Regions from separate parts of the Mus musculus genome. Here region 2 is linked to region 1. The links are chromatin contacts, called in public HiChIP or PLAC-seq maps. All regions are on one chromosome and are shown on one strand. The core of a region is the stretch at or near the end of the contact, and the rest is flanking DNA. Distances in the headings are between cores, read along the strand shown. Region 1 has its middle 20 kb from the start of Gm51672. Region 2 holds the start of Nnmt (nicotinamide N-methyltransferase).

Region 1 (3,215 bases), core at 98-2,597:
TACTTTTCTATTGCTGTGACAAAACACCATGACCGAGGCAACTTATAGAAGAAACCATTTAACTTGAGGGCTTACACTTCCAGAGGATTAGAGCCCATGATTATTATAGTGGAGAGAGAGGAGGTGAAGTAGCAGAGAGCTTGCAACTGATTCACAAGTATGTGCCAAATACTGAGAAAGCTAAATGGAAATGGCCTGGGTCTTTGAATCCTCAAAGTCCACCTCCAGTGACACACTCTCTCCAGCAAGGCCACATCCCCTAACCCTTCCCAAACAGTTCCATCAACTGGGCACCAAATATTCAAATAGATGAGTCTATGGGGGAATTCTCATCCAAACCACCACAATGTTAATCTACTAATTAATTAAAGAATAGGAAGAGTTCACTGTGCTGCATCTGATATGTTAAAGCAAGGCATTGTTGTAGCCTGTCAAAACACCCTCACTCACACAAAGACCACAGAGACCATCATCTTGCAAAACACATGAGGATTTTACTTATCCAACATGTTGGGGAACCCCCTCTCAGCACGAAGCCCAGAGAAGAGGCCCAGAACAAAGAAAGGACACTTTTTATACCTTTGTAAGGGCTAGATATAGGCACCAGGGTAGTTTGGCTTATTTTAATTGGTGTAGCTAATAACCTTTTTAGACATTGGTTGGTTTGCATAGGGTGACTCTCATTTTGTCTGTCCTTGAGGTTTTTAGTGTGAGGTGGGGCAAGGAAATTGTTAATCTTGTTTTGGAAGCTTAGTAATTTTGACCGTTAAAACTATGTTTCTAAGCTGGGCATGGTGGAGCACACCTTTAATCCCAGCACTCGGGAGGCAGAGGCTGGCGGATTTCTGAGTTCAAGGCCAGCCTGGTCTACAAAGTGAGTTCCAGGACAGCCAGGGCTATACAGAGAAACCCTGTCTCGAAAAACCAAACCAACCAAACAAACAAACAACCAAAACCCCTATGTTTCTGTATTTGTTTAGTCAGCCAGCTTTCGTATCTGGTTCTGCACTTGGCCTGCAAAGTCTCTGGAAAGTCCTTTTCGAAGGGGGAAGGTACTGAGTGGTCTTGAATTCATTTTGGATATTACATTCCCCCTTTTTCCTTGGTACATTTCTGTTGAAAGCCGGCCTGCGGCTCACAAGAAACAGGTACACCTGGGAGGCAAGCTGGGGCTAAAAAGAGAGGGGAAACTAGGCAGTCGAGAGAAAAATGGAGCCAAGACAAGGTTCCTGATCAAGGCTCAAGTGTTTAATGGCAAATGCGCTTAGCTTATAAAGGGCAGGGGGAGGCCCATTCCCGCCAATTCATTCTTGGAGCCTGGAACCAGCTGTGCAGGATAGGGTGTAGTCTCCAGAATAGCTAAGCGGCCTCACAGCAGGTGGCAGTAACTTGGAGGGGAACAGCGGCAGTGGCTGAACAATAGAGTGATCTAGGGAGGAAGGCTCCACCCTAGGTAATCTCCTTAGTGGCAGCAAGGTCAAGGTCTGGCTCAGCCTGCTTCAGGCTGGGGGAAGGTTACAATTTCCTCCCTGTTGTTAATATTAAAAAAAAAAAAACTGGACTGAGGCATAAAATTTATTTATGCTCTATAGTCCATTTCAATCCTGAAATGATATCTCACTTTGTTACAGTTATTGATATTGTTGTCTGAGCATCAAAACTTGTACTGTACTCAAGCAATTAAGGCTACATGGGCCAAAGGTTAAGAACAAAAACAGGATAAGAAGGGATAGTAAACAGGACTAGGCAGGGACCCTTCCAGCAATGTATGAGGGTCTGGGCATGATGCAGGTGCACGTAGATCAGATCTCCAATCTGAGATCTTTGGGGTACCCAGCTCATTTGCTGTTGCCAGTTGTCCTTCTGCACCACCTGCAAGTCTTTTAACTTAGCATACAGATCATTATTACAACATGTGGGTTTAAACACATCATTTAAGATAGTGATGGGCATGGGAGCCCCATAAAGGATCTCAAAAAAGTAAGACTGAATCAAGAGGGAGTATTTCTGGTTCTAAATAGAGCAAGGGGAAGGAGTACCCAGTTTGTGCCAGTCTCCATGGTTTATTTTGTCAAGGTCTCTTTTAGGGTTCTATTTATCTTTTCTATCTGTCCTGAGCTCTGAGTTCTGTATACACAATATAATTAATTTTTATTTGACCTCTAAATACTTGGCCACACCCTGACTTACCTGGGCAACAAAGGCAGGCTCATTATCTGACCCTATTGTTTTTGACACTCTAAACCTTGAAAAGAAAATTTAATAATCTTTTTGATGACCATCCGAGCAGTCTTATTTTTATAGGGAAAAGTTTTTATCCATCTCAAGAACATATCCACAAAAGCCAGAATGTATTTATACTCATATTTTTTTCCAGTAAAATCTACTTCCCAGTGGACACCAACTCTAGAAATGAGGGCTAAGTCCTCTGCTATGAAGACAAACTCGGGCTCCATTGCCAGGAGCAGCAGCAGGGCCATGGCTGCTATTGTTGTGCCTCTCGGTCTGCCATGTTGTTGTCCCTTGCTATCATGGTATCTCTCTTCTGGTGACTAGGACAGTGGATGATGTTTACCTTGGCAGGGTCATGGAGAGCCTCAGTAGAGCCAGTATTTCTTCTTTGTTCTTAAATTCTTTTTCCTCCAGATGTCAGTAGACTCCTCTGTTGATATATGGCCCCATGGACGTGGACTGTGGCAAAAGTGTACCTGCTATCCGTGTAGATGTTGAGTCTTTTGAGCTGATGTGTCCTTTGGCAGAGCCTATCCAGCTACCACAGCTGCTCCAGCATGTTTTCTTTCTTCTTCTAGATAGCTGTTCCAGTCTGTGAACATCTATACCCTCTAGTGGCTGGTCAGTCAGATCTCCATGTCACCTATGTTTCAGCAAGAACTTGCTGACAGTCTGGGTCTGGGAGCAGAGTAGCTGAGTTCAGACTTGAGGGGGTCAAAAATGACTCTATCAGAGTTGAACAACAGAGTCTAGTAATGAGTCATGTGAGCATTAGTCAGCCATCAATCAGGGGTCTGAACCATACTTTTTAGGGTGTTCACCAAGTTCTGTCCCAGAGTCAATTTATCTTCATCCTTGACCAGTAAGGTCAGAGCTGCCACAAATGTGGGAGGAGCTAGGTCCAACCCCTGCATGCTCTTTGGTTGGTGGTTCAGCTTCTGTGAGCCCCCATGGTCTCAGGTTAAGTTGACTCTGGGGATCTT
Region 2 (3,124 bases), core at 286-2,785, 300 kb after region 1:
AGGCATCAAAAGGGAACAGGCAGAGCTGAAGTTATAGTGTCTTTACTGGGATTGTGCCATTTTTGTTGTGGTGGTGGTGGTGTTGTCGTTGTTGTTGTGTAACAACTGATTTTAAGGCCTGGAGTGATGGTCCAGAGATGAGGGCCAGCATTCAGGTCCCAGAACCTGTGTAACAAGTCAGGCATCTCACAAATACCTATGCTCCCATCTCTGAGAGGAGCAGAGAGGAGAGGCTCTCTGAGGCTTTCTGGCTTCCAGTCTAGTCAACACACAAGCCCCAGGTTTAGGAGGGGACGCTGCCCCACAAGAATAGGTGGAGAGAGTGATGGAAGCATACATCTGGTGCCCTCTTCTGGCCCCATGCATGTACCTGCATAGACCATGTACACATATGCTTAGATGTATATATATTAAAATTTAAAACACTGAGATTAATTAATAATCAAATCACCCAGTTCTTAATATTGGGGGGTCCTTTACTTCATGAGTAAACAAACATTCCTTTCAAATAAGAGTAGAATTAAACTTTCCTTTCTTACTTCTTTCCTTCCTTCCTTCCTTCCTTCCTTCCTTCCTTCCTTCCTTCCTTCCTTCCTTCCTCCCTCCCTCCCTCCCTCCCTCCCTCCCTCCCTCTCTCTCTCTCTCTCTCTCTCTCTCTCTCTCTCTCTCTTTCTTTCTTTCTTTTTTTGGACAAGATCTCATTCTTTAGACCAGGCTAGCCTGAAAAATCACTCTGTAGTCCAGGCTGTCCTCATGGAGATGATGAGCCAAATTCCATCATGTCTCAGCTCCGTGTACCAGCCCAATGCTCTCCTGGCCCCTCCTCCAGAAGCAGGGAGTCACCCTGTGAAGTTAGCTTTTGGAGTCTTAGAGCTGCCAATCTTCCTTTCTTGAGTCCTGTGACCCCCCCCCACACACACACCCAACTCTCTTAGAATCTCTAAACTGTGAGATGAGGTGAAATGGCTCCTTCAAGTCACCTAGAAAAGTCACTGTAGCTACAAGGACAGCACTCAGGCCCACTGGCCTCCATTTTCACAACCATACAAAAGACAATGGACATAAAATAACTTTGTAAACTGTAAAATAGCTAAGCCAACATTAACTTTTATTTTCATTGAACAAATAAGTGATTCCAAGAGACTGTCTAATAGTGGACACAAGTCCAGTCGTCCCCCAAGACACAATGTTACTCATATTTAGACAGACAAACTTACCCAGGCAGAATATCTTAAAAAGATTTTTCAGCAGATGTCTGAGGATCTCGTTTTCTGCACAGTGTCTGGACCCAAAGCTGTAATATTTTTCCAAGTAATCCCGAGGATTAAAATGACTTAGATAAGTGTCCTTGGAGGTGAAGCCAGATTCCATCGTGTCTCAGCTCCGTGCACCAGCCTGATGCTCTCCTGTCCCCTCCTCCAGAAGCAGGGAGTCACCCTGTGAAGTTGGCTTTTGGAGTCTTAGAGCTGCCAATCTTCCTCCAGCTCGGCCCATCCCTTAGAGACAGATGTTTGCTAAATACTGACAGTGAAATAGACTGCAGACGTTCAGGCTATTCCAGGAAGTGATGAAATTCCTGGAGAAGGGAGCTTAGGAGAAGAGGGGAGTGGCAGGGGGAGGACCATGAACTCCATGCAGCCCTCTGACCAGTGGTGCAGGTCAGAGGCAAACCTGCAGAAGCCCTGAGTCCAGAGAGACGGGTCATCTCCAAACAATCCAGTAGTCTGCTTGTTCTTGCAAGGATTCTCCCTGGAGGGTCAGGGAAGAGTCCCACCGAATGGTTTCAGTTTGAACAAACAAAAAAAAAGAAAAGGGAATGTGGGGTAAGGAAACGAGCTCATGGCTAAGGAATGTTGGCTAGAGAAAAATAATCTCGGATGGAGTCTGGAAAGATTAATTTTTAAAACATGGACATTGTCTTCCTAGATACAGTATGGTGGCTACCCTCTTGAGCACACTGCAGTCATGGTTACTTGCACAAGGCCAAGCTCACATGCCAACATGCCAGCACCACTAGGACTCAATGAGTTCTAAAGCTGTGAGGGGTCGTGAATGTAGAAGGAGGGAGGATGTGTGATAGTGTAAGAGATAGCCGGGGATGGGTATACTCGTGATGCACAGTGAGAATGTACGAAACTGCCAAAGTATAATCAAAAGGTTCTATAAAAAAAAAAGTCTGAACATCAGATTAATCAATCAAAAACATGGTTAAGGGCTGAAAACATAACTCAGTTGGTAGAATGCTTGCCCGCCATGCGTTTGGCCCGAGGCTTGCTCACCAGCACTGCACAAATCTGCCATGGTGCTGCCTGCATGTAGTTCCAGCACTTAGCACTAGGAGTCAGAACTTCAGGCTCAGCCTTGGCTCCATACATAGCAAGTTCAAGGCCCACCCAATGCAGCTGTGCCTTGCTCCCACCTCTGCCCCTGCTCTGCACTCCCCCAAGTTTCCTGCCACTGCCACTGCCACTGAATTCAAACCCTGACAGTTCTTTCAAAGTAAGCTCCAAGAAACCTCAATTTCCTTACAGAGTTCCTCCCGTTTCCATTCCTGGGCTCACAACTGCCAATTAGAATTCACCCTGCCCAGCCAAACCCTTCATTCTTGTGCCAGCATATATTTGTTCCTGGATTTGCCTGTCAGTTATTTTTCTCACAGCTATTATGGAGGTGATGCGCTGACCAGTAGACGAGGGGCTGTGCCTTGAGTCTGTTTTCCCTGCTCTACGCCCTGAGTTGCTTCACAGAGTTGTTGCTCAAAATAGTGTTTGATTAACCAGCCGGAGATGTTGCACCAAATGCGAAAGCAGTAAGTTCCTGGCATCCCACGGGTCATGATTAAGCAAGAGCTCTTTGGTTACAAGGCATAAAAACTCACCCAGAGAATCTCCACTAAGGTTGGGAATGGAAGGTGCCCACAGTTACATAGTTAGACCCCGTCTCAAAAAAATAATTTTTTGGTTGATATTATAATTAAAACAAATTACAGGAAATCTAATGGGTTGATAAAACAAAAGTGAATAAGGACAACAACAAAAGCCAGGTAGCTTAGTTATTTTCCCTTGTTTCTATGACCTTTTGCCTGTCTTTGTGGGGCTAGATGCCTCTATTCTCTGCACATCAG

Evidence for each region. HiChIP or PLAC-seq counts read pairs in DNA pulled down with a chosen protein or histone mark.
Region 2: an H3K27ac HiChIP or PLAC-seq map of embryonic stem cells shows a contact between it and region 1, with 3 times the contacts expected there. The contact joins the promoter of Nnmt here to the enhancer-like site in region 1. A contact is called at or near these places in 4 of 39 promoter capture datasets (embryonic stem cells, hematopoietic stem and progenitor cells, neutrophils and 1 more), 1 of 484 Hi-C or Micro-C datasets (embryonic stem cells), 3 of 115 datasets of contacts at active chromatin or transcription factors (all in embryonic stem cells) and 2 of 9 other capture datasets (embryonic stem cells and macrophages).

The regions. Positions count from the first base shown.
Region 1 is chr9:48,302,389-48,305,603 of GRCm38.p6, forward strand. It overlaps a transcript of Nxpe4 not described here. Among named protein-coding and RNA genes, the nearest start is that of Gm51672, 20 kb to the left of the region's middle. Within about 2 kb of position 1,348, at least 9 of the 459 cell types and tissues checked have an H3K27ac peak or open chromatin away from gene starts, as enhancers often do. A contact at or near this core is called in embryonic stem cells, where this site is marked.
Region 2 is chr9:48,603,588-48,606,711 of GRCm38.p6, forward strand. It overlaps Nnmt (nicotinamide N-methyltransferase), which reads right to left and starts at 1,536. Exons shown (of 3, transcript NM_010924.3): 1 at 1,218-1,536. The coding sequence starts at 1,371.